2 separate regions of the Bombyx mori genome follow, and region 1 is linked to region 2. Evidence: chromatin contacts called from public Hi-C data. All regions are on one chromosome and are shown on one strand. The core of a region is the stretch at or near the end of the contact, and the rest is flanking DNA. Distances in the headings are between cores, read along the strand shown. Region 1 holds the start of LOC134200940. Region 2 holds the start of LOC101742490 (X-linked retinitis pigmentosa GTPase regulator).

Region 1 (3,401 bases), core at 584-3,083, 360 kb after region 2:
AAAAAAAATTCTTAATATAACTTTTACGGATAAATTAATTTAAGATAAAAAAAATTCTTATGGCATTGATCATGGTTACCGGAGCCTTACTTTCGTAATCAGATGAGCAAACGGGCTAGTGATAAGTGGTTATTGGAACTTATAGACATCAACGAGGACACCAGCAGCTTTGGTAGGCAGCGGCTTGGCTCTGCCCCTGGCATTGCTGAAGTCCATGGGCGACGGTAACCACTCACCATCACGTGGGCCGTATGCTAGTTTGCCTGCAAGGGCAATAAAAAAAAAAAAAAAAAACACCACCACCCTGAGATTTGAGATGCAAATTCAATAAAATCTTAATATCTCTTCGACTAACACCAAGTCTTAAATCCGATTTCGTGTGTGGAATTTTCCGCCATACATATAATTGATTTGAACAATAATAAATAAGGCGTCATCAGTTTTAATATAAGCCTATTCTAGCTAAAAAAACAACATTAAAACAATTTTCCGCTGCTGTTTATGAAAATAGATTGTTTTTCATTTAAAAAAAAAAAAATCGGAATTGATACTATTTTTTTAAAGCGAACCGTCGCGGCCATTGAGTTCTATTCGGTCTGGCATTATTTCAAAACAATCTGCGAATTTTATCCGGCGCGCGTTTTATGAGCGACATATATTATATTAGTACATGTTAGTTACGTGTGCAACGGGTTTTTTAAAGGTCAATGACACGTGCATAATTTATAAAAAAAAGGCATGAATTAAAATTAAAATTTATTGCCGCTTTTCTGCTAAATTATTCCTTCACTAAACTAAACTAAGAAACTAGAAATAAAAAAGAAAAAGAGAAGTTATCGTAGCCTAAACGATAAGGAATCCCGCTGGCAGGTAACAAATTATCTAATGAACTACGTACTTAACACATGTGCACGAAGGACTTGCGCCATGAAAGAATAACAACGATTGTTTTTTCCTACCTAAACTGATAGCCTTTAGAGGCTATTTCAGCGTAACCTTAACTAGTAGGTGAGCTCACGGGGCTCAAAACGGAGTGACGCTAACACTGAACCTAGCAAGAGCAGTGCTTCTACCGCCGGATCGGAAACGCGACCCACTGAGAAGATACGGCCAGAAACTCAGTGGAAGTGTAACGAAAATCAAACCCGCAAAATTATAATTCGCGTAATCTTTAAAGCTGGAGTCTTAGACTTCTAGTGTGAACGTGGATAGCGGTGATCACGGTGTGATGTCTATGGACTCAAACCGTAATTGTTGCATCCCTTAAACTGGAACGCATAACTGTTAGGTTAGATAGACATAGGCAGGATGGTAGTACCGACCCCTGCGGTCTCAAAAGATTCCATAATATCACTAAAACAAAACTCACGTAGGATGATTACACGCTGCCACCAATGAAGTCTTTCGTAAAATTAACTATTTTTAATACGCTTTTATTAGCTTCAGACGTATGTATGTTAGTATTTTAGTTTGTAACGAAATCTTTGAACATGATTTTGACCCCCTTCAAAACGTCGGATTAACTCGAAATTTGGTAAACTTATTAAGGATCGATGACAAATCCAACATTAAAAAAAAATTGAAAAAATTGAAATTCAACTAAAAAATGAAAAATAAATAATAGTTTAAAAAAACTAACAAAATACGCGTTTATAGAAAATCCAACTAAAAATAGAAAATAAATTTTAATAAATTTGAATTAAAAATGTGTAAGAAATTTTTTTTTCAAATTTCTTAAAATTTATTTATTAAAAATGTGTAAGAAATTTTTTTTTTCAAATTTCTTAAAATTTATTTTCTATTTTTTAGTTGAACTTTCTATAAAAACGTATTTTGTTAGTTTCTTTAAACTATTATTTTTAAATTAAAGTTTAAGACCAGGTAGAAAACGTAAATCCAAGACGCCTATGATAATAGCAAACATTCATTGGCTCAATTTACAAATGATTTATTTACAGATAATAACATCCATATGGCTAACAAATGTCACACGCATCATATCACCTTGTTGTCAAAGCCAAGTTTTAACTATGTAGAGGGATCTTAATTTTAATATGCATAATATATTTGCAACAACATAAATCAATCCGTAACGATTAGAGTAGTAGTTAGTGAATTAGTAGAGCAAACAGAATGTTTTTAGAAGACTGTTTCCCTACGTCGTGTACGCAATAAATAAATAAATATGTCGAAGTCAAACAGTCGATATATCAATAAGAAATTTCTAAAAAAATGTTTTACAATAAATTTCTGATAAGCATTCTTCCAAGACAACATAATGTCTTTTTGTTGGATAATGGAGATTCTACTGTGAATTGTCCACCTACGCCACATAAGATTAACTGACTATTAAAAAGATTTGTTACCAATCTATTAATTGATTGGAACACATATATTACCGGTTCGGAAAACACAGCGACCTCAGCCTTGAGCGATCGTGTAAAATGTAATACTTTGGGCAACGCCAAGCTAGTCTAAATCTGGATTGAATTCATTGGCACACAATAACACTTTAATTTCAGTTGTTCAAATCTTGCCACAGCGATATATCGCTACAGACATCCCTCCCCTTTTAGTTGAGTTCAATCAAAAAACCCTAAACATTCCTTTAGTTAAGTGCTGATATATTACAATGGGACTTATGGTATCTATCGTGATCACCTACGCCGGTGTCCATGAAGCTGTTGAATGTGTTAGACACATCCTAAGCGGTACCATACCTGACAATCAACCAGGCTTCGAAGATCTTGTTGAGCACTACACAGATCTCCTCAGAAAATCCGCTAAAACGTCAAACAGCTGGATCGATTACGGCCAAGGATACATATGTTTGACGGAAGATAAGAAAGGAAGACTCCAATCCGCCGAAGTAAAGTACTATAATGAAAAATCCGATTCTACTCCCCTGTTATTTTCTACGAGAATCTCTAGCTTTGGTCAAGAATCAGTCGAAGACCACACGATTCCAAATGGCGATTTCAAACCTGAAAGGTATTCGCCAACTAGAACGAAAACTATCCTATCTAATAGCTCGGAATCTATCAACGTTGGACAAAGCAGACGATCGCCAACTCCTATCAACTTGAATCATGTTACCGACGAAGAAACTACCAAGGATAAAATGACCTGGGAGTACAGTCCCCAGAGTCCGCCTCCGACACCAGAGATCCATTTTCAATCATATGACGACGACAACGGCGGGGTGTACAACGAAGATTTTCTCAGGTTAATATCCGATGAGTTCGCCACACACTTGTCACGCGCTTGTAGTGCTGTAGCCACATTGTACACATCCATCGAGCCATGCACGTTCTCAGAGAGCCATCACTCACTGTATTATGTTCATGTTTTGTTTAAGATCACTTGACGGAATTAAGTATCGACCTTTGCAACGACACGAC
Region 2 (3,245 bases), core at 695-3,194:
AACCACATGGCCTCGGATTTACTGAGCGCCACGTCGAGGCCCAATCTCCTAATTTTGCCGACGACATGCGCCACCCCAGCCGTAGCAAGACGGGCAGACTCAGCAAAACTCCCCCCCCGGGCCACGACCAACGTGTCGTCTGCGTAACAGATAACGCTCAGGCCCGGGAGGAGGGCACCTCTCAGCACCCAGTCATACCCGATATTCCACAAAAGGGGGCCGAGCACCGACCCCTGTGGAACACCGCGCACGACCGGGAACCGGTGCAGGATCCCACCGTGTCCGGTACACGTGACCGATCTGTCCTCTAAGTAGGAACCCACCAGCCGGCGAAGGTAGGGGGGCACTCTATGTCGTTCCAGCGCCCCCCCTATCACGGACCAGGGCAGGGTGTTAAACGCATTGGCGATATCGAGCGACACCGCCAAAGCCACCCCACCCCTGGAGACGGCCTCCTCCGAGAGGGCCCGCACGCGAAGGATCGCGTCTACCGTTGAGCGGCCCTCTCGGAAGCCATACTGCTCCGCCGACAGATTGTCGATCTGCCTAGAGAAAACACGCACTAGTTAGATGGACTCGTTTTTTATATAGGTTAATACAGAATCAATTGAAATTCACATACGATTGCGGATGTTTCTACTGTCTGATTTTCTATGTTATTTTAAGCATTTAACTATACTAGAGGTCCCGCAGTAGTCGAAATTCGACTATAATTAATTGGAATTGTAAGTTTGTACTTTATTATGATTGTAATTTTATACTTCTATAATCACAAATTTCGCCAAGGCTACACTATAAAAATATTAATAAAGACAAACAATATTTAATCTATTCTCAATTTGACCACAGACGTCAAGAACAAAAGTTTGACAATGAATAGTATGCATGCGTGTGTGCGTCAAATACATGGTATGTAGTGTGTGTAATGTTTTCTTTATTGATTTAATGTATCTTTTATGCATTATTTTAAAAAAATATTAGCATTGTGCACTTCTTCTCTATATTCTCTATAAGTGTGGAAAATTTCATACTTTTCCGTCTGCGCAATTTTCGTAAAAAGGGATACAAAGTTTTTGCTTCACGTATTAGTATATAGATTTTCTTTTACTTCCCTATTAAATATACAATAGATGATTTGTAATAACTAGACTGCAGACTTCAAGTTATTTTAATTGTTACTATGTAAATAATACGTGCAGACTACAAGCAAATCGATTACTCCCGATAAACACTACGTGAATGCTACAAATTAATACAAATTAATTAGATAATTTTATCTTCAGTTTTTATGTAGACTTCAATAGACAAATGGTTTTAATGAAATTTATATTGACTGAAAATTAATATTAACAAAAAAAAATCGATTGTTGCAAGATCTAAGCGTAGAATGATTAATAATATTCTAGATGGAACCATTTTCGTCTGGACAAAATCATAGTTAATGAATTTCGTATTGAAAAAATTAAACCTAAATGACATTACAGTTGTGTGTGAAATCCTAAAATATAATGTTTATTTTAGGGACGTTTTTAATACGCTTTTATTAGCTTCAGACGTATGTATGTTTGTAACGGAATCTTTGAAGATGATTTTGACCCCCTTCAAAACGTCGGATTAACTCGAAATTTGGTATACTTATTAAGGACCGTGAGGAGAAGGGCTATTTTGATAATATTCTGAAAAGCACCCAGTTTTTTTTTTACCATAAAATCATTTTTTCTTACACTATTTTTCATTCAATATTAATTTCTATTTTTTAGTTGGATTTTCCATAAAAGCGTATTTTGTTAGTTTTTTTAAAACTATTATTTATTATAGTCTGAATTGAATATGCTAGCTTTACCTGGTATATCATCGGTCATGTTGGCTGTGTTTGTCGACTAATGTTCTACGTTCACTTGACCCATGGTCACGGATCGACCGGTCGAGCGCGGGGCGAAAACTGACCGCTACTCGTCATGCCACCCCTTGGCTTCATGCTACCACTATTTCACATAGATGTAGCTATTCGTGAAAGCGGTAATTTCATGATTTTTTTTGTTAACATTTGTTATTTATATTTCACGCTAACCACTGCAAGACGAGTTGATATTAGTCATAGTTTAAAAGTTTTCTAATTTTTTATTTCTATGAAATTCTATTATGTGAAATGGCAATGAAATGCGTTTATTTCAGGCAACTTAAGCCCATAAAATTTCACACATAATGTTTTAATCAAAATACAATAAAATTAAAATTAAAATTTTATCAGAATTCTTAAAAATTTAAAAAAAAAAAAAAAACCATATCAAATTAAATGAATATTTATAAAATGTTATATATAATGATTATTTGATGTAGCATACTGTAGGCCATCATTTTATTAATCACACACTAGCATTGATCATTGATAAGATTTTGGGGCAGTTTTCAGTAATCTAATTGTAGTTAGCGGTAGAAAACTATATGGTTGTGTCCGTATCGTTGCTGACGTTCACAAGTGGCTGTAACGACTTACCACCAGATGAACAGGCTTGCCTGCCTACAGTGGCAATAAAAGAAGAAACGCTTATATGAGAAATGTTGTAAATGTTTGTGTACCTGCAGTGGAACAGAGTAAGCTTTGAAATACCTGTCGAGGTTTACGCGAATAACAAAACACATTGATTTTAAATCAAACTACAAATATTCAACTATATCTTGTTAATTCTATTCCGTAAGAACTATATCCCTGTTCGATGTTATTGTTGTCGAAATCGCAGGCAACCACGAAAAAAGAACTACCTCACCCCCCTCTTAATTCACAATTAGTAAAGATAGTCGATTTGTTAGAAACTTTTCCAGAGGTCTACATATTTTTGCGGCTTTATCGTGTTTTAGTTATAGGCTTATCATGGTCTTCATAAACATTTTACGATCGTTTTCTTTATAACATATAGAATATTCTTATCTTCTAATTAAATATCAGATAACTTATCTTATTCATTCCTTGCATCATAGGGTGGTTTTCTTGGGATATAATCATGGTGGGTTCCCACGTAGTAAATAAATAATAATTAAATAAATAAAAATAAATAGTAAATAAATAATTAAAGTAGAATTTTTGAATAGAATATTTGTGTACAAATGAGAATCTAAAGTTTCATACTTTGAAGAAGATGAAGAATTCACTCACGCAGTCAATCATTTCAAGTATCAGCAATTCTAAATTTAAATAAATTAAATTAATTTAAATAATTGAAATTATTAATTTTTCTTGCTCATGT

What was found. A called contact is a pair of places that touch in the nucleus more often than the background predicts.
Region 1: a Hi-C map of middle silk gland shows a contact between it and region 2, with 1.7 times the contacts expected there. The contact joins the promoter of LOC134200940 here to the promoter of LOC101742490 in region 2. A contact is called at or near these places in 2 of 7 Hi-C or Micro-C datasets (middle silk gland and whole pupa).

Annotation. Positions count from the first base shown.
Region 1 is chr22:2,775,868-2,779,268 of ASM3026992v2, forward strand. LOC134200940 reads left to right here and starts at 1,834. Exons shown (of 2, transcript XM_062674869.1): 1 at 1,834-3,225; 2 at 3,359-3,401. The coding sequence starts at 2,633. The region is part of intron 6 of LOC101741761 (four and a half LIM domains protein 2); the gene reads left to right.
Region 2 is chr22:2,419,962-2,423,206 of ASM3026992v2, forward strand. It overlaps LOC101742490 (X-linked retinitis pigmentosa GTPase regulator), which reads right to left and starts at 1,945. Exons shown (of 8, transcript XM_004924743.5): 1 at 1,844-1,945. The coding sequence starts at 1,862.